Regions from separate parts of the Sus scrofa genome. Here regions 2, 3 and 4 are each linked to region 1. Evidence: chromatin contacts called from public Hi-C and HiChIP or PLAC-seq data. All regions are on one chromosome and are shown on one strand. The core of a region is the stretch at or near the end of the contact, and the rest is flanking DNA. Distances in the headings are between cores, read along the strand shown. Region 1 holds the start of SPCS3 (signal peptidase complex subunit 3). Region 2 overlaps WDR17 (WD repeat-containing protein 17). Region 3 overlaps WDR17 (WD repeat-containing protein 17). Region 4 holds the start of SPATA4 (spermatogenesis associated 4).

The links. A called contact is a pair of places that touch in the nucleus more often than the background predicts. HiChIP or PLAC-seq counts read pairs in DNA pulled down with a chosen protein or histone mark.
Region 2: a contact with region 1 is called in a Hi-C map of skeletal muscle, with 5 times the contacts expected there. The contact joins the enhancer-like site here to the promoter of SPCS3 in region 1. A contact is called at or near these places in 4 of 5 promoter capture datasets (fetal liver, fetal skeletal muscle, liver and 1 more), 33 of 47 Hi-C or Micro-C datasets (adipose tissue, alveolar macrophages, blood and 17 more) and 2 of 2 datasets of contacts at active chromatin or transcription factors (alveolar macrophages and skeletal muscle).
Region 3: an H3K27ac HiChIP or PLAC-seq map of skeletal muscle shows a contact between it and region 1. The contact joins the enhancer-like site here to the promoter of SPCS3 in region 1. A contact is called at or near these places in 3 of 5 promoter capture datasets (fetal liver, fetal skeletal muscle and skeletal muscle), 7 of 47 Hi-C or Micro-C datasets (blood, fibroblasts, liver and 2 more) and 1 of 2 datasets of contacts at active chromatin or transcription factors (skeletal muscle).
Region 4: an H3K27ac HiChIP or PLAC-seq map of alveolar macrophages shows a contact between it and region 1. The contact joins the promoter of SPATA4 here to the promoter of SPCS3 in region 1. A contact is called at or near these places in 2 of 5 promoter capture datasets (fetal liver and liver), 7 of 47 Hi-C or Micro-C datasets (alveolar macrophages, brain, embryonic fibroblasts and 4 more) and 2 of 2 datasets of contacts at active chromatin or transcription factors (alveolar macrophages and skeletal muscle).

Annotation. Positions count from the first base shown.
Region 1 is chr15:38,786,724-38,792,905 of Sscrofa11.1, forward strand. It overlaps SPCS3 (signal peptidase complex subunit 3), which reads left to right and starts at 3,882. Exons shown (of 5, transcript XM_003133320.4): 1 at 3,882-4,194; 2 at 5,644-5,717. The coding sequence starts at 4,052.
Region 2 is chr15:38,665,047-38,671,228 of Sscrofa11.1, forward strand. WDR17 (WD repeat-containing protein 17) reads left to right here. Exons shown (of 31, transcript XM_021075880.1): 15 at 1,570-1,772; 16 at 3,186-3,335; 17 at 3,424-3,554; 18 at 3,819-3,944; 19 at 4,950-5,105. Among named protein-coding and RNA genes, the nearest start is that of SPATA4, 38 kb to the right of the region's middle. Within about 2 kb of position 3,850, at least 17 of the 83 cell types and tissues checked have an H3K27ac peak or open chromatin away from gene starts, as enhancers often do. A contact at or near this core is called in adipose tissue, alveolar macrophages, embryonic fibroblasts and 3 more, where this site is marked.
Region 3 is chr15:38,686,047-38,692,228 of Sscrofa11.1, forward strand. It overlaps WDR17 (WD repeat-containing protein 17), which reads left to right. Exons shown (of 31, transcript XM_021075880.1): 27 at 405-546; 28 at 1,100-1,202; 29 at 2,193-2,294; 30 at 5,292-5,390. Among named protein-coding and RNA genes, the nearest start is that of SPATA4, 17 kb to the right of the region's middle. Within about 2 kb of position 3,220, at least 3 of the 83 cell types and tissues checked have an H3K27ac peak or open chromatin away from gene starts, as enhancers often do. A contact at or near this core is called in fetal skeletal muscle and skeletal muscle, where this site is marked.
Region 4 is chr15:38,701,894-38,708,075 of Sscrofa11.1, forward strand. SPATA4 (spermatogenesis associated 4) reads right to left here and starts at 3,850. Exons shown (of 6, transcript NM_001177923.1): 1 at 3,633-3,850; 2 at 2,651-2,780; 3 at 2,150-2,268; 4 at 1,546-1,766. The coding sequence starts at 3,850.

The DNA of each region.
Region 1 (6,182 bases), core at 2,632-5,131:
TGATGTTCAAATTTATCAGTCTGGCATTCAAGCCTTCTACAATTTGTCCTCAGCTTTCATATATCTAAGTTAGCTTTGCATTTACATTATTTTACCAGTTTATACTTTAAGTGCTTGTTATTTGTGTATGATGTATTTTTTCCACAAAAATTTCTTCAAAAATGTAGTCTATGGATTCAGGCCATCTTAATTCAGTTAGAATTATTTGAGCATGTACTATATTCAATGTTCTGTTCTGGACACTATGAGAGATAGAAAAGTGTATGACTCTCCATGATGGCAGTATAATTTATAGTCCCTTTATGAAAAACATTTATTTTTATTTTTAAAATCTTATTTATTCTTATTTTATTTTTAAAAATTTTTGGCTGCTCTGTGGCAAATGGAGTTCCAGGGACAGGGATCAAATCAGAGCCACAGTTGTGACCTATGGCACAGCTGTGGCAACATGGGATCCTCCTTTAAACTACTGGCTGGGCATGGATCGAACCTTCATTCCAGTGCTCCAGAGGCACCGCCAATCTGTGGCACCACAGCAGGAACTCCTGAAAAACATTTCTAACTGGAGTCCTCACTGGGTCAGATCTATAACATGGTCCACTGCAGCAGCTTCCTTGGGTATTATGGTGCTTCAAGGACATTTTCCATATCCCTAACAACAGCAAATGTGACTGCAATGTTTGTCTCTTTAGGTTTATCTACTTTCTCTACAGCTTAACTATCCATGGGCACACGGCTTTATTTAAAGTATTCCCTAAGTTACCCCTCATTTTAGCTCTTAGCTCAGTGTTACAGAAAAATAATTATTTGCAAATTAAGAAGATGGAAACTTTACATTTATTCTAAAGTTCTTCTTACTTTTGGGAAATACAATTAAGCTTGTTGTCCGCAGTTGACCACTCCCTAATTATCCAAGTGCTGATAAAGCACTCCATTGCTCTTCTATAACTGCCATTAGATTCTCAGTAGAAATTATCAAAGAGGAGAAGATTTAGCCAAAAAGCACTACACTTTAATTGAGGTCTATATTATTATTTTAGATAAATAACAGCTTTAATTTCCTTCCATGACACATTAGAATTAAGATTAAAAACATTAAGAGTAAAAGAAGAATACTTTATGATGCTAAAGCTCTCCATTCATAATGAAGATATAATATTACTTAATTTTATAAAGCATAAAATATAAAGATGAGAGGAAAAACTGACAAAAACACAATAATTTGGAGATTTCTCAATCCAAAAAAATAAAGATAACAAATAAGTTAATAAGGATATATAAAACATAGGTAGCATAATCAATAAGATAGATCCCATAGCTGTGTATCAAACTTTGTATATCATTAATAGAAAATACATAACCTTTCCAAGTGCACATTGAATATTCACAAAAGTGACATTTTAGGCCACAAAGAAGACTTCAATAATCAAAAGAGTAGAAATAATATGAACATTCTCTGCCTACATGATATAAAATCAGACATTAATTTAAAACAATCAAAAGGAAACAGGAGGAGTTTACGTCGTGGTGCAGTGGTTAACAAATCCGACTAGGAACCCTGAGATTGCAGGTCCCTGGCCTTGCTCAGTGGGTTAAGGATCCGGCGTTGCTGTGAGCTGTGGTGTAGGTTGCTGACGTGGCTTGGATCCCGTGTTGCTGTGGCTCTGGTGTAGGCTGGTGGCTATAGCTCTGATTCAACCCCTAGCCTGGGGAAACTCCATATGCTGTGGGAGTGGCCCAAAAAATGGCAAAAAGACCAAAAAAAAAAAAAAAAAAAGAAATAAAAGAATTGTTAAAGGAAAATTTATTCTGTAACATACATGACATGATTAAATATCTTGAAAATCCAAAGACACAATGAGAAAACTACAACAGAATAAGAGATCTTCCCACCCCATCCCTACTCTGCTCCTATTGTTTTGGGATGTGTTTTGGGAATTCCTAGTCACTCAAGTTCAAGCCATCATGTCAGGACAATAACATTAATTTCATTTGTGCTTTTGCATCTACTTTCTGCCATATTTTGCACACACCCCTACCTAAGCAGTTGCTGTATCATTGATTTTGACTCTGAAATTTCTCATCAGTCTTCCTTTTTTTTTGGTCCCATTGTCATCAACCTCAGTCACTTACTCTCTACTTTTATTTTGTAAATGGCTATCAGTTCAGTGATGCTACTCTTATTTAATACATAATTTCCTGCAATATAAGATCCCAACTTTTTGGCCAGATTTTCTACAATAGGTCCTTATTTTACCTTTCCAGTGTCTTTCCCACCTAATCCTTTATACATACACTGTTTAGCTGGACCAGACTACTGGGTATCTCCTAGATAAACCCATACTTGCAGTCCAGTATCTTTTAGAATACTCTTCTTGGACATCAACACCTATAACAATAAGCATCCTTTCTCTAGAGAATCCTATATTAAGTATACCTAATTGTCTTGTTTATCACTGCGCTAAATATTTTAGATACTGTTTTTGTTTCACATGACCACAGATGCAATTTCTTCCTCTCCTGAAATTCACAGCATTTTACAACTTCCTCTGTGTTTCAGATTTCTCTGTTTTTATTTCATTGACTCTACTGGATTATAAAATTCAGGAGGGTAGAATCAATTAGTACACATCTCTGTTATCATGTGTAACACAGTAGGCATTCAATAAATTGTGGCTTTACTGAATAAACTGTGGCTGCCTGGAAGACAAAAATTTACAGTTTAACTCAACTAAGGATCTCTCCTTAGTTCATAGTTCGTTAGTTTTGCATTATTTGGCTCTACTCCAATTTAGCAGGGACCTTGTCTTATCAGGGCTGCACTCTCAAAGCCTAGAACTGAACCTGGCATAGCTGGCCCTTAGTAACAAACAACCCTAACTGTACACTATATGAAAACTGAGTGATTAACGAATAATGCAAAGAAGCCAGGGCTCAACAATAGACAAGATAAACCAGCATAAGGCTCAGATCATCATTTTCTGGTTTGCCCATCTTATACTAAGCTAGGTGTTCTTAGACTCTTTTGGTTTATGGATACAAAATTACAAATTTTTTTTCAGGGAATTACTGGGTCCTCTGAATCCCATTTTTATAATCACAAAAAAAAAATGTAGCTGCCAGAGGAACAAAGGTGTTGAGAGACCGTTAAGGTCAGGGATTGGCATAGTCTGAACCTTACAGCCTCTGAGGGCCACTGTGTATTGATGGATTTAAATTATAAATGTATATTTTTTATATTTTCTTTCTTTATATATGATACATATGAAATATTTTAAGTAAAAATTTAAATTATACCATGTGTGGCACAGCAATTTCACAACCATCACCTCCTTTGATCCTAAGAACCCAGCGAGGTCATTCTTTTGGTTATAGGATCCACCTTGTTAACATGCAACAATTTAAAACTGGTAGCGGCACCCTTATAGTCTAAAACAGCTTTAGCTGCCATAGGAAGGCAAAGCATGAATAGGAGCTGGTCTGAGGTTGGGCGTGGAAAGTAAAGGCCCTCTAAGCCCTCCCAAAAGCTGAAGTTCTAACTCCAGGTGTGACAAAAGACCAGGGGTTTTGGAGAGTGCTGCTTCCAAACGCGATACGTCGGGACACACAGCAAACTACCTTGCTTAGCTGAGGGTTTTAGGTGCAAATCGACGGCACCTAAGCACCCAAGAGGCCACAGACGCAGACCGCTTGAAAAAGGCCTGAGAAAGAAGGTTGACGGGCTTGGAGGCCAGAGGAGAACCGAGAAGGTGGCCCTTCCGCGGCAAAGCCCAGCACCTCCCCTGCTCGTCGCTGATTGGTGGAGGCGCCAAGGAGGGGCGGGCTTGCTTGAGGCTCAGTCTCGCGGGTTCGGCTCGTCCCGCCCGCTGGTGGGTGTGTCTGGGAGGCGGGGGCGCGCTCGCACGCGTCGCGGGACCGGAAAGGAGGCGGGGCCGCGACGGCGCGCCCCCGGAACGCGCGGCGCAGGCGGCGCGGATCGCTGGGAGCCGGTCCGCGGCCGGAACGGGGTCCCGGGTGTGCGTGTGGAGCGGGGCTCGGGGCGTCCGCCGCGATGAACACGGTGCTGTCGCGGGCGAACTCGTTGTTCGCCTTCTCGCTGAGCGTGATGGCGGCGCTCACTTTCGGCTGTTTCATCACCACCGCCTTCAAAGACCGGAGCGTCCCGGTGCGGCTGCACGTCTCTCGGATCATGCTGTGAGTGCGGCCGAGGCCGGGCGGCGGGCGGGCGCCGAGACCGGGCGGCCGCGCGGGGCGACGAGCCGGGCGTCTGCGCTTCCCCGGGGCCCCTCCCGAGCGACCCTCGCTCCCCAGTGTCCAGCCGGGCGGAACCCGCAGCTCCCCGGTCCCCCCTCGGCGCCCACCCTCCGCCTCATCTTCCCGGGCTTGCTCTTAAATTTTAATTTTGAGCGTTACTCCGGCCGGTGCCTCTGCGTCCTTCCTGTTCCTCACTTCCCTCTGCCCGCGCGGGCCAATGAGGGAGCAACACAACAGCAAAACGGGCGCCGCTCCCCGCCTCCCGCCTCCGGCCCTGCGCCGGAGTCCAGTAGCAGCCACCCCCGGGCTGCCCACAGCCCGACCCGATCCGAGCCCGGCCCGCAGCCCCTCCCCAGGGCCTTTCCTCGCAGCACCGACTCGCTGCGGCTGCCAAGTTGGCGGCCGAGGTTGGGATGCCCGGAGAGGACTGGGCATCCCAGTGCCCTGATAAGACGTGTTTTCAGTTTTATTTTTGAAGGGCCGGTTGCTTTAGTACATCTGGGAGAATGTCCCAAGTCGAATTTTGAAATGACATTGTCCTTTCGCTAATGCCTATTTTTTTTCCTTTCTAATTTTTATTCTCTAGCACTTTTTTCTTCGATTCTAGCTATTTCCGCCCCCCATCCCCGCTCTCTTGTCTGGCTTCTGTATGCCTTCTTCCATGTGCGCTCTCCTTCAACCTTAGTTTTATTTCTAAGTCAGAATTGTCAACCAGCCAGTTATCTCAGAGCTGTCCCCTACTCTACCCTTTCCTATATTGATGTTTGTTAGTTACTATTTTTTTTTAGATTGAAATAGACCCAGGCTGGCAATCACGGCTGTTCCTTGCTCTGGGAGGGATCAGCAGAGCTTGGCGCATTGTGAACACGGAACAGCTGTTAGCTACTGAGAATCTTGAGCAAGTTTCTTACCGTTCTGGGCCTTCGTTTCCTTTTGTCTAACTCGTGGGCATGTTGTGAGGATTGAGATAATTGTGAAAAATATGTAGTGGACCTGACCCAGACACTTAGTAAGTGCTCAGTAAATACAGCTGTTCATTTTATGTTCATTACACACCACCTTGTAGTAATTTCCTTCTACCCGTTGGACCAAATCACTTGACATCAAGTATTTACACCTTCTATGAATAGTTTTTAATCTGCTCCCTGGGTTTTGTGAGGGATTCTTTTAGGTTAAATGAAAGTAGCTGATGACCCATTTTCATAGTGGATTAAGATGTTTATCCTGTTTTCACATAAATTTTTCTGATTTTTACTTGTTTCTTTGTGGGATTGTTTTTTCAGATGTGCATACAATTAGACCCCTGTCTTTCACTTTATGTGAAGAATTTTGTGAATTTTATATGCTGTTATGTTGGAAGGATGGTAAAACTATTATCTTTACTTCTAGAAAAAATGTAGAAGACTTCACTGGACCTAGAGAAAGAAGTGATCTTGGATTCATTACTTTTGATATAACTGCTGATATCCTTTTCAGAAAATACTTCATTGATTTCTCTCTAGTTTGATAATATACATGTTAGTGATTGGGGGGCAGTAAGTATGTTTATTCATTGAATCAGTCAAACCTTGGAAATTTCTGTGCCTATGTTTTCATCGGTATAATCATGCTAATATCTCCTCATTCATACCTTAAAGAAACTTATTTATAGATTCATGAGTTATTATTGTGTGAACACACTTTAAATCTTCACAGAAACAGTAAATAGATCTAAAGCTACAGGAGAGTTTGAATCTATATATTGGAAAGAAAATGAAATTAGATCATTGAGACTAAAGAAGAATGTTACCAGAACTCAGCCTACCTAGATGTAGTATTTCACGTACAGTCTTAAAGAATATATGCATATTTTGTGATAGCAGAGAGAAACATATGTAAAAAAGTGATTTGCATCTCCTATGGTTCAGGTCGTTACCAGATGATTATTA
Region 2 (6,182 bases), core at 2,600-5,099, 120 kb before region 1:
GTAGGCAGTTAAGAAATATCTAATTGCATTCAACTAAAAGTAAGTGAAATTTTTTTTAAAAAAAGGATTTCCTGTCGTGGCTCATCGGTTAACAAATCTGACTAGTATCCATAAGGATGCAGGTTCGATCCCTGGGCTTGCTCAGTGGGTTAAGGATCTGGCATTGCTATGGCTGTGGTGTAGGCCAGTGGCTACATCTCCGATTGGACCCCTAGCCTGGGAACCTCCCTATGCCATGGGTGTGACCCTAAAAAGACAAAATAAATAAAAAAAATTTTTAAATATAAGTGAAAATTTTCCATATGTATGTTATCATCATATTTATAATTTCTATTTCCTTATTTTACTTTCTATAGATGCTTATTTCTATCTTACTAGGAACAAAGTTAACAGAAACGAAAATTGGAAAAGGATCTGTTGAGAAAGGGGAAAACGGCTGAAACAGTAAATCTCTATAAAACATAGAGAAGACCTTTTAATAATGTTCTCATATTCATATGGAAAACAGCTCTACTCTGTTTCCATTAAGAATAGAATAAAAGAAGATAATCAGATATTAGCAGGAAGAGGAGATATTTTAGAGAGTGATTTAACATTTTTTTTCCGGGTTTGTAAAAGTCTCTGGAATCTTGTCTATGTTTTATATCCAGACAAGATAGTCTTGAATAGTACAGTTTGGGTTATTTGAATATAGGATAAATTTAGGTAAGAAAAATCTTGATTTTTTCCAAGTAAAAGGTGCAGTATATGACAACCACATTGTCTTGTCCTAGCGTAAGGGGGAAAGAAGAAAGCAGTCTTTGTATATAAAGCAGAAAGAGATATGCCTTAAAGAAATAAAAATATGTGATGTGTCTCCTTGTAGTATAATATAACCTTGGTCGTATTAATATTTTGGGATTTTCAGGCTGATCTGCAACTAATAAAAGATGATTATGAATCATCCAAGCAGAGTTAGTATTTGGTGGTCTTAAATTGATTTTGAGTTCAAATATTACTTCAATAACGTTTGTACTTCGTACAATCAATAGATTCAAATGATATCATGAATCCAGCTATATTTAAAGTTTTGCACTTGATATGAGACTAAGCAACTTATTTTACTGACAAAAATATGAAGTACTTACACGTATTGATAAAAGCATAAATGTGAGTTGATTTTTCAGTAATATCCATCATCATATATGCTGTATTTTCACGATTTACAAATAATTTGAGCACTCCTAAATTATTGTATCATGTGTTAGTTGTATTTTTTTCCTTGGCTTTATCTGTTCTGGACATTTCATGTTAAGAAAGCAATTTTTTAAACATATAATCTGTGAAATAATATATTAAGTATCAGTAGCAAGTAACCAGTAAAAGGAAAAAAATGTATTGGAATAGGCTGGTTCTAGCCTAGTTATTAATTTGTATTTGATATAAAGAGGAGAATAATGACCTATCTCAAAACGTAAAATGCTTTTTCAATATGCTAAGAAATAATCATTGTGCTCCGTTAAGAATATGCCAATACTTTAGATAAATTATAAGATGAATGGTATCACGTACATAATATTCTGTTTTCAGTTCTGTTCGAATCTGGGATTATACTCAAGATGCTTGCATAAATATTCTGAGTGGACACACTGCACCTGTGAGGGGATTGATGTGGAACACTGAGATCCCATATCTGTTAGTATCTGGCAGCTGGGACTATACTATAAAAGTGTGGGACACTCGAGAAGGAGCTTGTTTGGATACTGTGTATGATCATGGTGCAGATGTATATGGTAAAGTGCTTTTGAGTACTTTTAAATTTCGCTATGTTAACATTTATAATTTCTGAGCAATACAGTATTTTTTTGAAGTCTTATAGTGTTTCACTTTAAAATAACGTTCTTCTTATTGGAAAGCATAATGCTTAGTGTTTAAATATCAGAATTCACAGAAGATGATAGAAAATGTCATCAGAAACTATCAGAAGATAACTATTGTTAATGTTGTGGTGTCTTTCTGTCTCTACAGAGAAATACACGCACATACCCATGTTTGGCTTGGTTTTCTCCCTTACCTTACCATCACCCCAAAGAGAACTTATAAAAGAGTAAATCAGCAATAACTTAGATATGACTTTAGTCATTTCTCTACCTCTGTTCTTGGATATTTAGGGTAATGTTTGTTTTTTAACGTTGAATAAAGTTTTTTCAATATAATTGAATTGGAGGAGTTCCCTAGTGGCTCAGGAGGTTAAGGATGAGCTGTTGTCACTGCTGTGACTAGGGTCACTGCCGGGGCTCAGGTTCATCCCTGGCCCTGGGAACTTGTGCATTCCACAGGCACAGCCAAAAACAAAAAAATACAAAACAAAACAAAAAAAACTAACAAACAAACAAAAAAAAAACTGAGTTGGAAATGAAAAACCAGATTTCTTATCTTTGCATATTGCTTTACTCTCATTTGTAGCACCCAAACTTTGATAGGATTAAGTAGATGAGTTAAGAATGCAGAAATGATTATTTTGAGCAAGTAACCCTAATCATTTGTATCCATATGCTTTACCCCAGTGACATTTTAGTCAGTATAGTGTGGGCCCTGGTATGGGACAAAATCCCTTTTTTGGGCATTCAAAAATGAAAGGTCCTCAAGTCTTTATCTTGTGAGAATAATGCCCATTCATCTTTCTATTAACCCACAGATTACTGAGTATTCCATTAGTATTACAGTCTGGTGCTGGTAAACCAAATGAAATTTAGTTTCCACATTTTCATCCAGGACCATCTGCTTTCTAATAATCATTAGACCTTGTATTCATATCTACCGAATATGGTAAAAAAAAAATTTTTTTACATTCTTGTATTATTTTCAGACAAGATAAAAATGTTATTGGAGTTCCCGCAGTGGCACATGGGGATCCGCCGCATCTTGGGATCGCTGGGACCCGGGTCTGATCCCCAGGCCCGGCACAGTGGGTTAAAGATCTGGTGTTGTGGCAGATTCGGGGCTCGGATCTGAAGCCTTGCCCAGGAGGTCCATATATATGACTTGAGGTGGCCAAAAATGAAAAAAAAAAAAAAAAAAAGTGTTATTTAAAACATTTCTTCATAACTTCAATAATAAAGTTATGTGGAAATGTTACGAGGTGATATAAATAAAAACTATGTTTCAGTGCTTACTTGAGTAAATGGCTCTATTTCTTCCATCAGGTTTAACGTGCCATCCAAGCCGCCCCTTCACTATGGCCTCTTGCTCCCGTGACTCTACAGTGAGACTCTGGTCATTAACACCTCTAATCACCCCTTTACAAATAAATATTCTGGCCGACAGATCTTGGGAAGAAATTATCGGGAACACGGGTACTGAAACTCTTGCATGTATTAGATTTTCTGTATAAATGCTATTTTGTAAGCTCTCTTTTGTTGCTGAGTTCCGTCTCTCCTCCAGATGGCGCTATAGAACACGGCACGCCTCCCCTGCTGTGTGGCAAAGTGTCAAGAGATATTAAACAGGAAGTAGAGAAACTGACGGGTAATCCTCGCATGAAAAAACTAAGATGGTTTTCAGAATTCTTATCAGTAAGTATTATAAGGAACCAAATGGAAAAATTTCCCCTTCAGCCGAAGCGAATTATTACAACTTTTTGTCATTATCACACATTTACATGTGTCATCCCACTGAAAGAAAGCAAATGGAACCCAGAAGCAAAAAAAGATAAAGTATAGTTCTTAGTTTGTTAATTTATGGATTTAGATGTGACTGCATTATGTTTTTGAAGACGCAAAATGCTGTGGGGTTTTAATTCCTTATTGTATCTTTGCATGTTCTGTATCAATGTTTAGCCTCCAGGGGGCAGTGACAATTTGTGGAACTTAGTTGCTGTGATCACAGGGCAAGATGACAGCTTACTTCCTCAGAACTACTCTAAAGGAATAATGCATTTGAAACATCTCGTTAAATTCAGAACAGTAAGTATAGTATGCAAATGTGATGTACTCAAGTATTTTTTTTGCCATTTCACTATTAAAATATGAAAATGATTTTTAAAATAAATAATTAGAGTTAGTAGACTGAAATAAGTGAATATTGAGGAGATCAATCTTGAGTGATCATGACAGTACAAATTATTTGGAAACAGACTGAGGCAGCCATGGTTTTCATAGCTTGAATCTCATGAAATTTTCTAAAACACTTGAAATACTTTGCTTTACACTGTTAGCAGATGATTGTACGTATGGACTAATCTGATTTTTGCCCCATAGATCTACTAGGATTTATTTTGGGATATATTTTTATTAAAACCGATTATATTCCAGCTCTTAAGAGTTTGAATTTCAATACAAAACTATTACTTAGTTACCTTATGCATGAAGTGATATGCAATACTGCAATGCCAGCAACAAACCAGTTCTGGAACGGGAAAGAAGAAAAGGCTTTTTTTTTTTTTTTTTCTTTTCAGTAAAATGCCAGTGGGTAATTAGTTGTTGGGTCATGGAGAGAATTGTGCCAGGGATGTGGATCTGATGCTGATAAGAAACAGTTATTTTCATTAAGTACTTTGATCACAAACTAAACATGTAATAACTGTAATGGTTATCTGCTGAACGAATAGAAGCCAATTAGAGTGAGCCAGTAACTTTTAATTTTTATTAAAAGCCTTTATATATTTTTTCACGAGTTATATATCACTTTATCACTCACTACCTTTTGGCCTCTGGACTTCTGGTGAGTTTTAAGAAAAATGAAATTTAGCTTCTTCCCACCCACACCAGACACATCTAGGCTCTTCTCTCCACCACTCCAAAATATTGTGTTTAAAGAGGCACTGTATTTTATAGAGAAAAAGCATTGGTTTAAAAAAATATTCAATTTACAGTGCTCTGTGCTTATAAAATATGTGTCTGTATGGTGCTTTTATAATCACCAGCTATTGTACAATAAAATTTAGAAAATTTCATTTTCTTTTTAACCAGTCTGAAGCACAAGAACTAACCACAGTCAAGATGTCTAAATTTGGTGGTGGCATTGGTGTCCCTACTAAAGAGGAAAGACTGAAGGAAGCTGCCGAAATATACTTGAGATTAGGACAGATTCAGAGATATTGTGAACTGATGGTTGAACTTGGAGAGGTAATGGGCTATTAGAGCAAAATTCATGAATTTAACACAGTATTCTAAGTCTTAGTTACATATGAAATATCAAGCCCATCTTTTTCCAGTTCTGGTTGGTTCTCCACCAATCTGATATCATATGTATGCCTCAGAACAGTGTTTATCGAAGTGAGATCCCCCAGATCACAGCATCAGCAAAGCCCAGGAACTCCTAGACATGCATTTCCAACCCAAACCAACAGAATCAGGAGCCTGGGGGATGGAGCCCAACCATGGGTACTTCTTGAAGCCGCTTCCCCCCTTTCCCCCGCCCTGCCCCTGCTCAGCTTTATCTTCACACAAGCTACCCTTTGAGAACCACTGCCCTAGGCTGGAGTCCTTGATTTCTGGCTCATTTTCTCTCAGTGGACTCCCCTCGCTATTATGACTATTTGTCATAATTCATTCCCACAATGCCCTGAGGAAGAAGGGTCTCTCCTTTGAGGATCAGCTGTTAAGGGATGCTCACCAGGCATTGACCTCCTGATCTTCACAGAGAACTGAATCAGCAAAATGGAGTTTTCCCCTTTAGGATGAATCCATTCCCATTATCATTCAAGATGGTGGTTGGTGGCTGAAATAGAGCAAAAGAGAGGAGGGGCTTCTATTTCTTGATCTGGGAGCTGGTTATGAGACTATTCAGTTTGTGAAAATTGATTAAGCTTTTCATTTTTTCTGCATGTGTATTTTAGTTCAGCAGAAATTCTACTACCTGTCCAAAAAAAAAAAAAAAAGAAAGTCATGGACTCATTTCATGGTTGATAATTTTTTAAAAGCTCTAGGTTAATTAATTTTATAATTACAAAGCATGATATTAAGAATACTTATGACTAATATAAAGTAAAACTAAGCAGTAACATTGCATTGAAATATAACAAAATTAAATTTAACTCATTTTTGTCTTTCCCCATTTATTAGAGACAAACAATGAATTACTGCTTGACTAAAATAATAAAGTGTGCCATTTTAAAATGTCATTGAAAAGGGATTGCAGACTAAATATGTATTTAAGTTAGGAGCAATGTAAAAATTTTACTTATGAAGAAATAAAGGTCT
Region 3 (6,182 bases), core at 1,970-4,469, 100 kb before region 1:
GTAGCTCTGATTCGACCCCTAGCCTGGAAACTTCCATATGCTGTGGGTGTGGCCCTAAAAAGACAAAAGTAAAATAAAATAAAATAACTAATGTCAGCATGTCTGGCTAAATTACATTTGTGAGTACCAATTCCAATATCACAAGACAATTTACTTCCACCTCTTTGATTAGGTATTTGTATGATCAAAACTACTGACTCATTAGGTAATACCCTTTTTATTGTTATTAGATCTTAAAGGCATTTCATAAATGTATAGTCTCAGTACAAATTATTTCATTCACATGTTTTCAGCAATTTTACTAAAAAAAAAATTCTAGGCATAGTGGAAATACTTAGCACTTATACTGTTCTTTTATCTGTATAAATTTTAGTGATATTGTTACCAAACCATTTATTTTCTAGTGCAAGCTACCCACAGTAGAAGAATGTATGCGGTTAGCTGAGATGGCCCATGCTGATGGCAATCTGTTTGAAACTATCAAGTACTACTTGTTAAGTCAAGAACCTGAAAAAGCCCTTCCTATTGGTATTGACTTCATCAAAGGTATGTGTTCAGTTGGAAGTATAATTTGAAATTTACTCTTACTCAGGAGTTCCCGTTGTGGCCCAGTGGTTAACGAATCCGACTAGGAACCATGAGGTTGCGGGTTCAATCCCTGCCCTTGCTCAGTGGGTTAAGGATCTGGTGTTGCTGTGAGCTGTGGTGTAGGTTGCAGACGTGGCTCGGATCCCGAGTTGCTGTGGCTCTGGCGTAGCCGGCGGCTACAGCTTTGATTAGACCCCTAGCCTGGTAATCTCCACATGCTGTGGGTGCAGCCCTAAAAAGACAAAAAATAAATAAATAAGTAAAATAAAATTTACTCTTACTTGGTATTTTTATTTACATTTCTAAAAAGCTTAAAATCAAGCACTAGCCACCCTAAGTTTAAAAAGGAAAGATATTGCTCTTTGTATGGTATCGGGACCTGACTGTGATGTAGAAAATAAAGAGGTAGATAGCACTGACCAGAAGGAATCGATCACGTACATTAAAAATCAGATGAACAAGTTTTAGTACTATCATTTAGAGAATCTTTTATTTGGTTTTATTTTGCCAGAATACATCAGTAGTTCGAATTGGACTTTGGATACCATTTACCCCATTCTCGACCTATTGAGTTATATTCGTACTGAAAAATTAGTCTTGCATACATGTACTGAGTGAGTACTTTTTCTCCAAAATAACGTAACTGAACTTATGTAACGTTTCAAAATGCCTGTACTGTTTTTGGTGTTCAGATCAAGAAATAAGATCTTCTTGGACAAATAAGTGCATGTGTAGAAAAGTTACATTGTTTTTTGTTTAATTCTTAAGTGAAAATACAGAGGTCAGTTAGAACCAAACAGCAAATCTTAGAGGTCCTATTTCCTAACACCTAACACCTAGTGTGTGTGTGTGTGTGTGTGTGTGTGTGTATGTATGTACACGAAACACACACATGCCCACCTGGTTCAAAGAGGGCTGATTCAAAGCATTGGGATGGTTTTGGACCTTTTGTCCTCCACGGTCTGTCTAGTGGTCATCCCCTTTAAATGTGCATGTGTGCAAAGCATACTAGGTTGAGGGGAGAAGTGAAAGTGCTAGAAAATGAAAAACAGACATCATCCTTGAATTCAAGTATCATTTAAGGACATTGTTACCCATGTATCTAGAGTCTCCAGAGACCACATATTTTTATAATGGAGGCTTTGGGCTATTTCTGTCGCAATGCCATGCGGAAAGATGGTGCAGCAGCCTGTGAAACCTTGGCAAGTTTTCCCAGCAGGGCATGGATGCAGGGGGTGTCCTCCCCCTTCCCTAGAGTCCACACAATATGCCAGGAACCCCTCAAGCTGACCAAATGCGTTACTTTGGGAGAAATTACAAGAGGGAACAGACAAGGAATAGAAAAAAAAAAAAAAAAAGGCAAGTGTTAAATATTATTTAAAGATTTTTTATTTTAAATTACAATTTATGTTATTGTAGATGTGTCTGAATAGGAGTTAACTGATGAATAAAACATCTTCAAATTTTAGAAAATTTTCTAAGCATATTTTGCTGAAAATGTCACCCACCAAAATATAGAGATCCAAAGGCAATAACTATGTATGAGAGCAATGTTCTCTACCTCGAATTATGGAACTTTAAACCATAAACATATTGTCTTCTAGAGCACGAAATGAACTGCTGATACTATGTGGCTATGTTGGTGCGTTGCTGGCTATCAGAAGACAGTACCAAAGCATCGTTCCTGCACTTTATGAGTACACAAGGTAAAAGCAGTTCCTCTTCTAGTGTGAATTGAGAGAACTGCCTCTCACTGAGATGGTTAGTATCCAAGTGTATCACAGAAGCAGCAACTACATTTTACTGGCATCCATTTATTTACCAAGCATGTGCTTCCTATTAATGCAGAAATAAACAGTATGAACTAGCAGTGTATTCAGGTGTAAAGAACAGAGATCCTGATTCTCGCTGAGACATGAGGGTTTCTTGGTTTTATGTCAAGACACTTGAGGTAGGCATTCCAGGGCTGATTCCATCAAGGGTCTGGATTCTTCCCCTCTCTCCACTCTGATCTTCTTGGCTTCTTTCTCTTGCTTGAGTGACCCAAGGTTTTCAGGTGGCTTCTAGCCCTTTGTGTGTTATGTCTACATTTGAAGCAGGAAAGAGGTGGGAGAGAGCACAGAGGGCAGGACCCTTTTCTTCCTTAGGGCTAGTTTGCCCACAGCCCACTAGCCAGAACAGTGTAACCCTACTTTTAAAAGAATATGAGAAACTGGGTTTTTTAGCTTTCTCATCTCTACAGTAGAAAAATGCAAAGTAAAGAGGGTCTGTGAGTGGCAAGTAATTATTTTATATTCAGGTATAACCTACCTGCCAAACTCCTGTATCTTCTCATAGCTTGCTGAACATCAGCCGTTGTGCTTACAACTTGTCATACTCAAAAATAAAACCCAGTGCCTTCCCTGAAAAACTGTTTCCAAGTCTGCTAGTTCACTAAATGGCAGAGTGGGTTATACTTAAAAATGCTGAGTCTCTGCTTTAAGCAGCATTAAACAGCTTTTCCGAGTCCCCTCCATGTGGGCAAAAGGTTCTGAGAGAAACAAAGCTTGCTCCTTGCTAGCTTCTCCCTCTTGTCCAGGCGGAGGTCTTGTGGAGCTGTGGCTCTGCCCTCTGGAGCAGAGCAGAGCGTAGTAGGAATTCACACGGTCAGGAGAAATCTATGCAGGAGCATTGCCACGAATAGAAAGTAACTTCTAACAGTATTAAAATAGACCAACAGTTGGATGTGTCACATGGAATTAATAATATTCAAGGCGATGTGTTAGCTCTCTCTGACTTTGGTAATGATGAAAGAGAGAAGATGGTCCTTTGAAACAATACCACGCATACAAGAAGGCTTTGTATTCATAAGGAAGGAGAGATTTGAGAGGATGTGACGAGTTAGAAATGCGTTAGTTTAGGATGAGGAACTCAAGCTCCAGAACTTTCAAGTCCTCTCTTTACTTCTCTGACAGCTGTACCCATTGTCCTGCCTGGCTGCTTAAGCTGATATCCCCAAACCACTCACATCCATTCCCCAGCTTGTTCTATCTCCTGCTCTCATCTCCTTCTCTTTTTCCTTCCACGTGGATGTCCAGCAGCTCCCTCCACTCAGATAAGCCCTGCACTCAAAGTTAAAACCATCTTCCTCCTCAAACCTATTCCTTCTCCTGGGTTCTCTCTTTCTTCTGATGTCGTTATGTTTCTGTTGTCCAGAATTAAGTGCTCAGGGTCAGGATTTAGTGCTTTTCTTCACTGTCAGCAGCCACTGATTTAGTAAATCCCCACATCTACTTGTTTTCTCATTTCCTGTAACCCCATAGTTGCTGGCCCCACTAACTGTCACCTGTGGTAGCCCTTCCTGTGGTCACCTTGCCCCTTTCCTCCCTATTACACCCCCTACTGCTGAGCAGGTAACATTCTCAATCCTTAATCTGACTTTGAAATTCCACAGAAATTGGAGTCCATCCTTGTCACCCACTGTGTCCTTTTACATGTTTAGCCAAACTGAACTACTTGTAATTTCCTGTACATCTGAAAGCTTTTCACTAATATTTTTTCACTGTGTTCTCTCCACTTATTTACCGTGGTTTTCCCCTCCACTCTTTAATAATACTCTACATACACTAGATCATCAAAAACTACTGGAAAAATTTTGTTTGGGAAGTTTGGGGGGTTTGAGGGGTATGAGCCACCCATGTCCTTGCATGGCCTGCAATAAACCTTTCTCTGCTTTTATAAAGCAAGCAAACAAAAACAAAATAAAAACGAAAAAACTTCTGGTCAGGTAAATTACTGTCAAGTGGAAAATTGTAGACAGGGAAGTCATATTAAAGAATTTATTTTGGAGCTATGCTACATTATCTATAAAAAAATTTAAGTTCAGTAATTTGAGGTTGAAAAAAGCAAGGTATCACCTGATTTGAAATAATATTCCTAAAACATTAGAGATATGTGGGGGCAAGGGGTATTTGTACCTTTTTTCTCACCAATTCTGATCATGTCCCAGCAGAATGATGACAACAAGCATGAGTAACCACAAAATATAAATTACAGAAATGCTTACTTTTACTTCATCTGTAAGATCTTATGTTCTTTTTTTTAGCTCTTAAATAGCTTTTACTTTTAAATGTCAACTAATTCCTTGAAGAACATACCGAGTTTGTAACTTATAGAAACTAGGACTATAATTCCCTATCGCCTCCTCATAATTAATAGTAATGATAATTACATATGTCTCCAGATTTCTACATAGATGTGATGGATCACTGCTGTCCCTGTCTCACTTTTTTTTTCACACATCCTGTCTTTAAAGGATTAAAATCAGCATGTCCATTCCTTCCCGCTAATTGACATTCTTATCCTGCTGTTATACCTGCCTTCTTACTCCTACTGACTTTTAATGTGGAGACACACTGTTCCTGCAGCTGTGACTCAGCACTGCTGGGCTTACCCAACTTTCTCCATACTTTGTGCAGTAGGTTTATTCATGTGCTCACTCGCCTGGCCTATCATCCAGCCCATATGTATTGAACATTTTTGACTTGCCAGGGATTTAAAGGCTAAATGTATAAGTGCGTGCACATGTATATATCTTATCTATGCACATAGATTTGTGAATAAGTGTGGTTAAATCTAAAATTGCAGTTATTTCAAGTTCATTTCCCTTTTTTGCTCTCTTCGTCTTGGATGTCCTATGTTAATTTCTTTTTCACATGTTTCAGTCAGCTGTTAAAACGTCGGAAGGTGTCAGTGCCTTTAAAAATTGAACACCTTTCTGAGGAATTGGATGCGTGGAGAGCTTGCACACAGTCCACCAACCCGTGAGTCAGCATGATATAAAAATTAGAATTCGGAAGGTATCACTTAATATTAGAGATAGACTTGTTGAGAATCAGGTTGCTTCATTATTTATCTTGGCAGAATAATGAATCTTAGGTTGTTTAGATTATATGAAGTAATAATTTACAATGCTGTTCTTGCTGCCTTTCTTATACCCTTCGTTTTACTATAAGTTCAGTCTAAAGTTGATTTTTGCCATCATCTATAAAGGGACTGTTTTTAATCTAAATCTTAACAATCCTGCATGTGGTTCCACGAAAATAAAACTGTAATATCTGTTGAAAAACACAGATCATCAGAGGAGTCTTCATATACACCTCCTTCTGATTCACAAAGAATGGTTTACGCAACTTTACTAAAGAGGCTAAAAGAAGAACCACTCAGAGGAATTGTTGGACCAGATTATGTGACTGGATCAAATCTTCCCAGTCATTCCGATATTCACATCTCTTGTCTCACAGGATTAAAAATCCAGGTACAGCCTGATGTCAGGCATAAAGGGAATATGTACATCATTTTTAGTGGTTTCATTATTTTTAAAAATGTGATATTAAAATAAGCATAATCTGAATAAAAGTGTGTACCTATAAAGAGACCTGAGGCCCAATGAGATAATATTGCCCTTAATGCTTCCATGTTTGGTATAAATGGCCTGTCCTTAAAATAAATTCAGAGACATAGTCCTTGTACTGTTACCATAAAAGCAATTTATGTAACAGGCATACTTAGAAACAAATGATACGGATACTTAGTAACAAATGTTTTAAAATACA
Region 4 (6,182 bases), core at 2,600-5,099, 85 kb before region 1:
CTCTCTGATGTGCAAAATGGTTGCTTTAAAAATGTTACTTTAGGGGTTCTCACTAAGGTGCAGTAGGTTAAGAATCTGACTGCAGTGGCTCAGATCACTGTGGAGGCATCGGTTCTACCCCTAGCCCTACCCAGTGGTTAAAGAACCGGGCTGGGTCTGGGATTCAACCCTTGGCCCAGAAACTTCCATATGCCTTGGATATGGCCATAGGAAGAAAGTTACTTTAAAAACAATACCCTTATCTTCCTATTAGGTTTGGGGTAAGCTTTTAATCAATAATGTGTACAGAAAAATGAACAAATCATATGTTTACAGTTTGATGAATTTCTGGAGTGAATACAAACCTGGGGTGCCATTACCCAGATCCAGAAATAGTACACTACTAGCACCCCAAACTGCCTCCTGTCTCTCCTATTCAGTCCCCTAAAAAGAAAACTGCCTTCTATCATCATAGGTTAGCTTTACATATTTATATATTTCATATAAATAAAAGCATACAGTATTTTATTTCACAAACATTTTTATACTATACAAATAGTGACAAAATTATTCCATGTTTCTCATATTTCTTACCAAACACAGCACTTGGGCATCAGTTTCTCTGTGCTTCTGAAGGTCACTTACTTCTCTGCAGCTCACTCTCACTGAGGCTCGAAGACATGTCTAAGGTTATTTCTATTCATAAGCCATAGCCAGTGGTATTTATGCTAAATACCACTCTGGGCAGTAACATTCCCAGAACTGCAATTATCGCAATTAATTACTTTGGCTGCTTAAAATCAGAACACTCAAAAATCAATGCTGGTAATAACATAATTCTATTCAAGAATCTGAAGGGTTAAGGGGTCCATGACTAAAGAGAAACTGTGTTCCAAAGAAGACAACAGAGCAGTGTTAGCTTTGCACTTAGGTGGACTTTTAACCTGAAGATTAAACAAACAGAATTTGTTTGTGTTTCATTCTAGAAATTCCAACAAGAACCAATGAACAGATGTAATAGATTAAATGTAAGCAAACATCAGGTATAAAAAAATAATGATACCTGGTTTGTGGTTTTAAAAAAAATAACTTGACAAAACTAAAATGGTGAACAATGAAAGAACTTAAGTGGGGTAGAGGGCTGGCAAGGAGTGCTCCTTGTCCTAGTGTTTAAAGTACTTACGGTTTGAGGAAGAGAGTAAAGATATTAGTTTTAGACTAAGAAAAATATGCGTGTTAAAATTTCTAGGGTAGCACTTTCTAGAGTTGAAATTTATAATTTTCCAAATAAGTAGAGGAGATTAGTCTTTGGACAGTAAGTTATGACTGAATTAATAACAATTAGTCACAGTAAATGAAATTACAACAGTCCATGCAACAAGGAATAGTGGCAGGCTTTTCCTTCATCTGTGTTCAAGAATAGCCTCGCTGGAGTTCCCACTGTGGCAAAATGGGATCCACAGCTTCTCTGGAGCAATGGGACACAGGTTCGATCCCTGGCCTGGCACAGTGAGTTAAGGATCTGGCTTGGAAGTACTCAGTTCGTTATTTCCAAGGATAACTTACGTGGATTCAGTTTTCTGCTCAATTTTCTTTGCAACATTTGTAAAAGGAAGAGGAACTCTACTTTAAGTTCATTGGTGAGCTTGTTGGGGTTGCCTATTAATTCTGATAACCTAATGTTATCTTTAATAGACTTTGAAGCTGTCGACCTAGGAACCAGGGGCAATTTCATCTGGTAACTGTAGTCTGTGAAATTCACGAGGTCATCCTGAATACTTTTAATTCTGGACACAAAAAAATAAAATAAAATATTGTTTACAAGTCACATTTTAGCAATAAGATTTCTTTCTTTCTTTCTTTTTTTTTTTTTTTTTGGCCACACGCATGGCATATGGAAGTTCCCAGGCTAGGGGTCAAATCGGAGCTGTAGTGGCTGGCCTACACCACAGCCACAGCAACTCAGGATCTGAGCCATGTCTGTGACTGACACCACAGCTCATGACCCTTAACCCACTGAGTAAGGTTAGGGATCAAACCTGTGTCCTCATGGATGCAGTCAGATTAGTTTCTGCTGAGCCATCATGGGAACTCCCATTTTAGCAATAAGATTTCTACTGTCACAACTTTAATATTAAATTGTATTACTAGAAAATTCCAAATAACTCACTCTCGATGTGTTAACAAGGTGTACACCTCCTGTATCAGTATTTCAGGTACTCCAGCTTTACAATGAATAGTTCCGTGGATTAGTTCTTTAGGTAATTTAAATTTTTTTCTTGCCAGGAACTTTAATAGAAGAAAAAAAATATTTTCACCAAAAAAATTCTATAAATATCTCTAATTACTTTGAATTCACTTTCACCCCCTGTTTGTCCTCCATTTATATTTTGAGGTTTAACAAGTTAATTATTAAATGATATTATTACTCAGCAAGAAAATCAACCATGGTCTCCCTCTCCGACTTGAAATGAGTATGCTGTTTCATAGGTGACACATAGATTACAGTTTAATAACCTTTTTAATACAAGGAAATAAATGCCACCTAGCGGCTTTGGGTAACTAGCACCCAGCCACTAACACACATTTCAAGAAATCTAAGACCTCAGGAATACACCTCTTCAAATACAAACTTCTCCAAAGTTAAAAGCATCGGTAACTGCTAATTTACCTTTTCCAATTGTGCCCAGTTATCCAACTTGACTTTTAAAGAAGTTCCATTTTGAAAGGATGACAACTTAAGGTCCCAGGGGTAATGTATAGAGAATATTTCTGCGATCAAGAAGCCATTGGAAAAATCCCTGATCCATATCAATAAGGAAATGAAATAAAATGTAGTTACATATATAGTTTGTATTATTTTGTAATCAATTCACACCCATATAATATTCAATACTGACGACAAGATAATTATAAAAGTAGAGTCTGATGCATCCTTGCTTCGAGGAGGCCTTGCTATGGGGTAGTGATTGAGTAAGATTAGACACACACCAAAGGCCATGGTGTTCTTTTTATGAACCCAAACTATTAATTCATATTGAATTTTCATTTTAACAAGGCCCCCAGGTGATACCACTGGGGGCACTGAACATTTCAAGCATGTTTTTCTTAAGGAGTGCCTAAATCAGTAAACCAGAGAAAGCCCTTGCCTGCAAAATGAAAGTCATCACCTTTATTTTTAAGGAATTCAATTTGCATTCCCAGTGCAAGTATTAACTGCCAGTTATGCTCAGAGAGGCTTCAGTTATAAGGAGCAACTTTTTCAATCCCCAATAACCTTCAAACCAGATGCTATGGCTAATAAAAAGTAAACGGATCCCCACTAGTACTAATGTCCAGTGTCCCTGAAAAAGAGCCTAGGTTATTTTATTTGGGGGTTGTCACCAACGCATTCTATATTAGCTGAGTCTAAAACGGAATGATAGAATTGATTGAATAAATGAAATGCTTCACCCTTTTGCAGATCAGCTCCCTAAGGGGGCGAGTGTGTGAGTGTGCTTGTGCGTGTGCGTGTGACGAGTGAAGGAGTAGAGCGGGCAAGGCAATCCCAGGAAAGCCCCTGCGTTACTGCGGGGTGGGCGGCGCAGACCAGGAGACTGCTCTGCTCCGGCGGATGCGCCCGCCAGGCGGCCAGGGCCCGACCGCTCCAGCACCTGCTGATGTTCCTAGGGAAGAAGCTGAGATCCAGGCCCTGGAGCCAGCGCAGAACCGACGGAGACATGCGGGAGCTCTTCGGTGGTTGTGGATAGACCAGCCACTTCTTAGGCCTCTCTCGGATGGGAGCTGCTGGACCTGGCGCAAGTGACGGTGACTTGGGTAAGGCAGCCGCCGGCAGCTTCAAAAGCCTTTCTTTCCGGCTGGTGGCAGCCATGTCGCTTTCTGGGTTTCTATGGCAGCATCGGGGGCGGGGCCTCGGTGGGGCGGGGTCTGGTGTTGGCGGGGCCTCGGCGCAGGCGCCCTGGGCCTCATGCGTACTCCACTTCACTATCCGACGCTCTTGGTTGGGCACGCACATCCCTGGCCCCACTGCGAGGGGACGTGGGTCCGGGGAGCTTCGACATGGCCCGAGCTTTCAATCTCAGTTTTAATTGGCCTGAAGCGTAACCAATTTAGAGCTACCCACCCTCACCCCGCCTTCCCTTAGAAATTGACATTTTGAATATTGTGGTTTCTGCTCAGCTGAAGGCTTGTTGCAGTCAAGCATTTTGAGGAAGTTGTGAGAACGTTTCAGAGGACAAAGACAGGTTTTGTTTGGAAATTGGAAAAGATAGGGCTTTTGTTCCAAAATGCCAATGTAAAAAAAAATCTTCAAAAATAAAATGAATAAATGCTTTATGTCTACACAATGTAATTTACCAATTTCCTTAATTATTACATTATATTCATAAAAGTTACATGGTATTTGAAAACAACTTGTAAATTAGATTTTCACACTTCACAAAGATGCCTCAGGATGCATGATGTCATTCATTAGACAAATATTTTGAGTCCCTACTATGTGCCAGGCCCTAATCTAGTCACTTGGGATTCATCAGTGAACAACACAGAGGGAAAAAAAGATTGCAGAGCAAGCATAGATAATTATAAACTAAATATTTACACAGCAAAGTTGTTAAAATCTTTTAAAAACTTTTACAGCAGAAAAGTAGATATGTAGATAATATGTGTAAGTAATATGAAGATATGTTACTATGCAAGATGAAATATGGGATAGATATATAAAGAGTAGAGCTGTATATTGTCGAATGCTTATTCGTACACGTTTATTAATAAAGTAAACCAATGTGAGTGAGTCTGTATTAGAAAGACAAAAATGAAGCTGTACAGTGTTTTTTCTTTGTCCAATGTAGTTTTTCATTTGTTGAATGGACTTATTTTGAGGAATTACTGTCCTCTGCTTTGCTGTGTATAAGATCTTCACTATTCAATACCTAGCTACTAGCCCCATGTAGCTATTCAGTTTTATATTAAATAAATTTAAATAAAATGAAGAAGCGTAACACTGGCTACATTCAACAGCTCAATAGTTGGGTGGGGCTGTTGGCTACCACATTGTACATCACAGAGACTGCACTATCACTATCTTTGCAGAAAGTTCTTTTAGGCAGCTGTACCCTAGATTATTTATAGAAGGTACAGAGATATATAAGTATCTGAAAAAAAGATCATGTACTCTGAAAAGCTCTGCCATGCTAAAAAATATATTGGTATCAGGAAGGAAGCAAATGATTTGGCCTGAGAGAGCACAGGAGTCCTCAGAGGAGGTGACCTTTGATGTGTATCTTGTAAAGCAGTATTTGAATGGGTTAAGACACAGGCTTTGGACCACCAGCTTTACTTTTTATTATTTATGTGATTTTGGGCAAGTTATTTTACCATTTTTTATTTGTAAAAGATGGAAATAAATAGGAAATACCTTACAGGGTTGAGATGAGGATTAAGTTGACAAGTTAAATGAATGAAGAGCCTGGAACAGTGTGTGCACATAATAAACACTCAGTACACATGAGTGATGCTTCTAAGACAATTGTGGAACTCTATGGAATGAAGAGCGGAAGGAAGGAATGGTTGCACACAGAGTGACTTATGTGAGCAGAAGCAGACAATATGATCTATGATATAAGAGTTTTTTTGGTTTGGGGTTTTTTTGTTGTTGGATTTTTGTTTTGTTTTATTTTGTTTTGTTTTGCTTGGCCATGCCTGCAGCATGCAGAAGTTCCTCAGCCAGGAATCAAACCTGAGCCACAGAAGTGACAAAGCCAGATCCTTAACCACTATGCCACCAGGGAACTCCTATGGTAATGAGAGTATTTTTTTTTTAATGAATTTTAGGAAATAACAAATAACTGATTAGGGTTAGAGAGACTGTTCATGATTTGAGCTAACCCAAGATTTAGGTGGTAAATGGCTGGAGAGGTAGGTTAGGAACACAGATTGAGGCTTGACTGAAAACAGTCTTGATAAGGAGCTAGAATTTTTATTGTAGCAAATATGCCAATTGCTAAGCAAATAGATCTCTGTTTCATATACATTCATACAGGTTCTGCCCCCTGGAGTTGGAACTTAGTCTGATTTCCCCTTTGCTGAGTTTTATCAAATTTGGCCAATGGGGGGAACTGGAGAGTGAGACTAGGAGGCCAGATGAAGGGAGAAGGACTGTTCAGATCAATGTCCCCAGGCCAGTGGCAGTTGGTGCCAGAGTC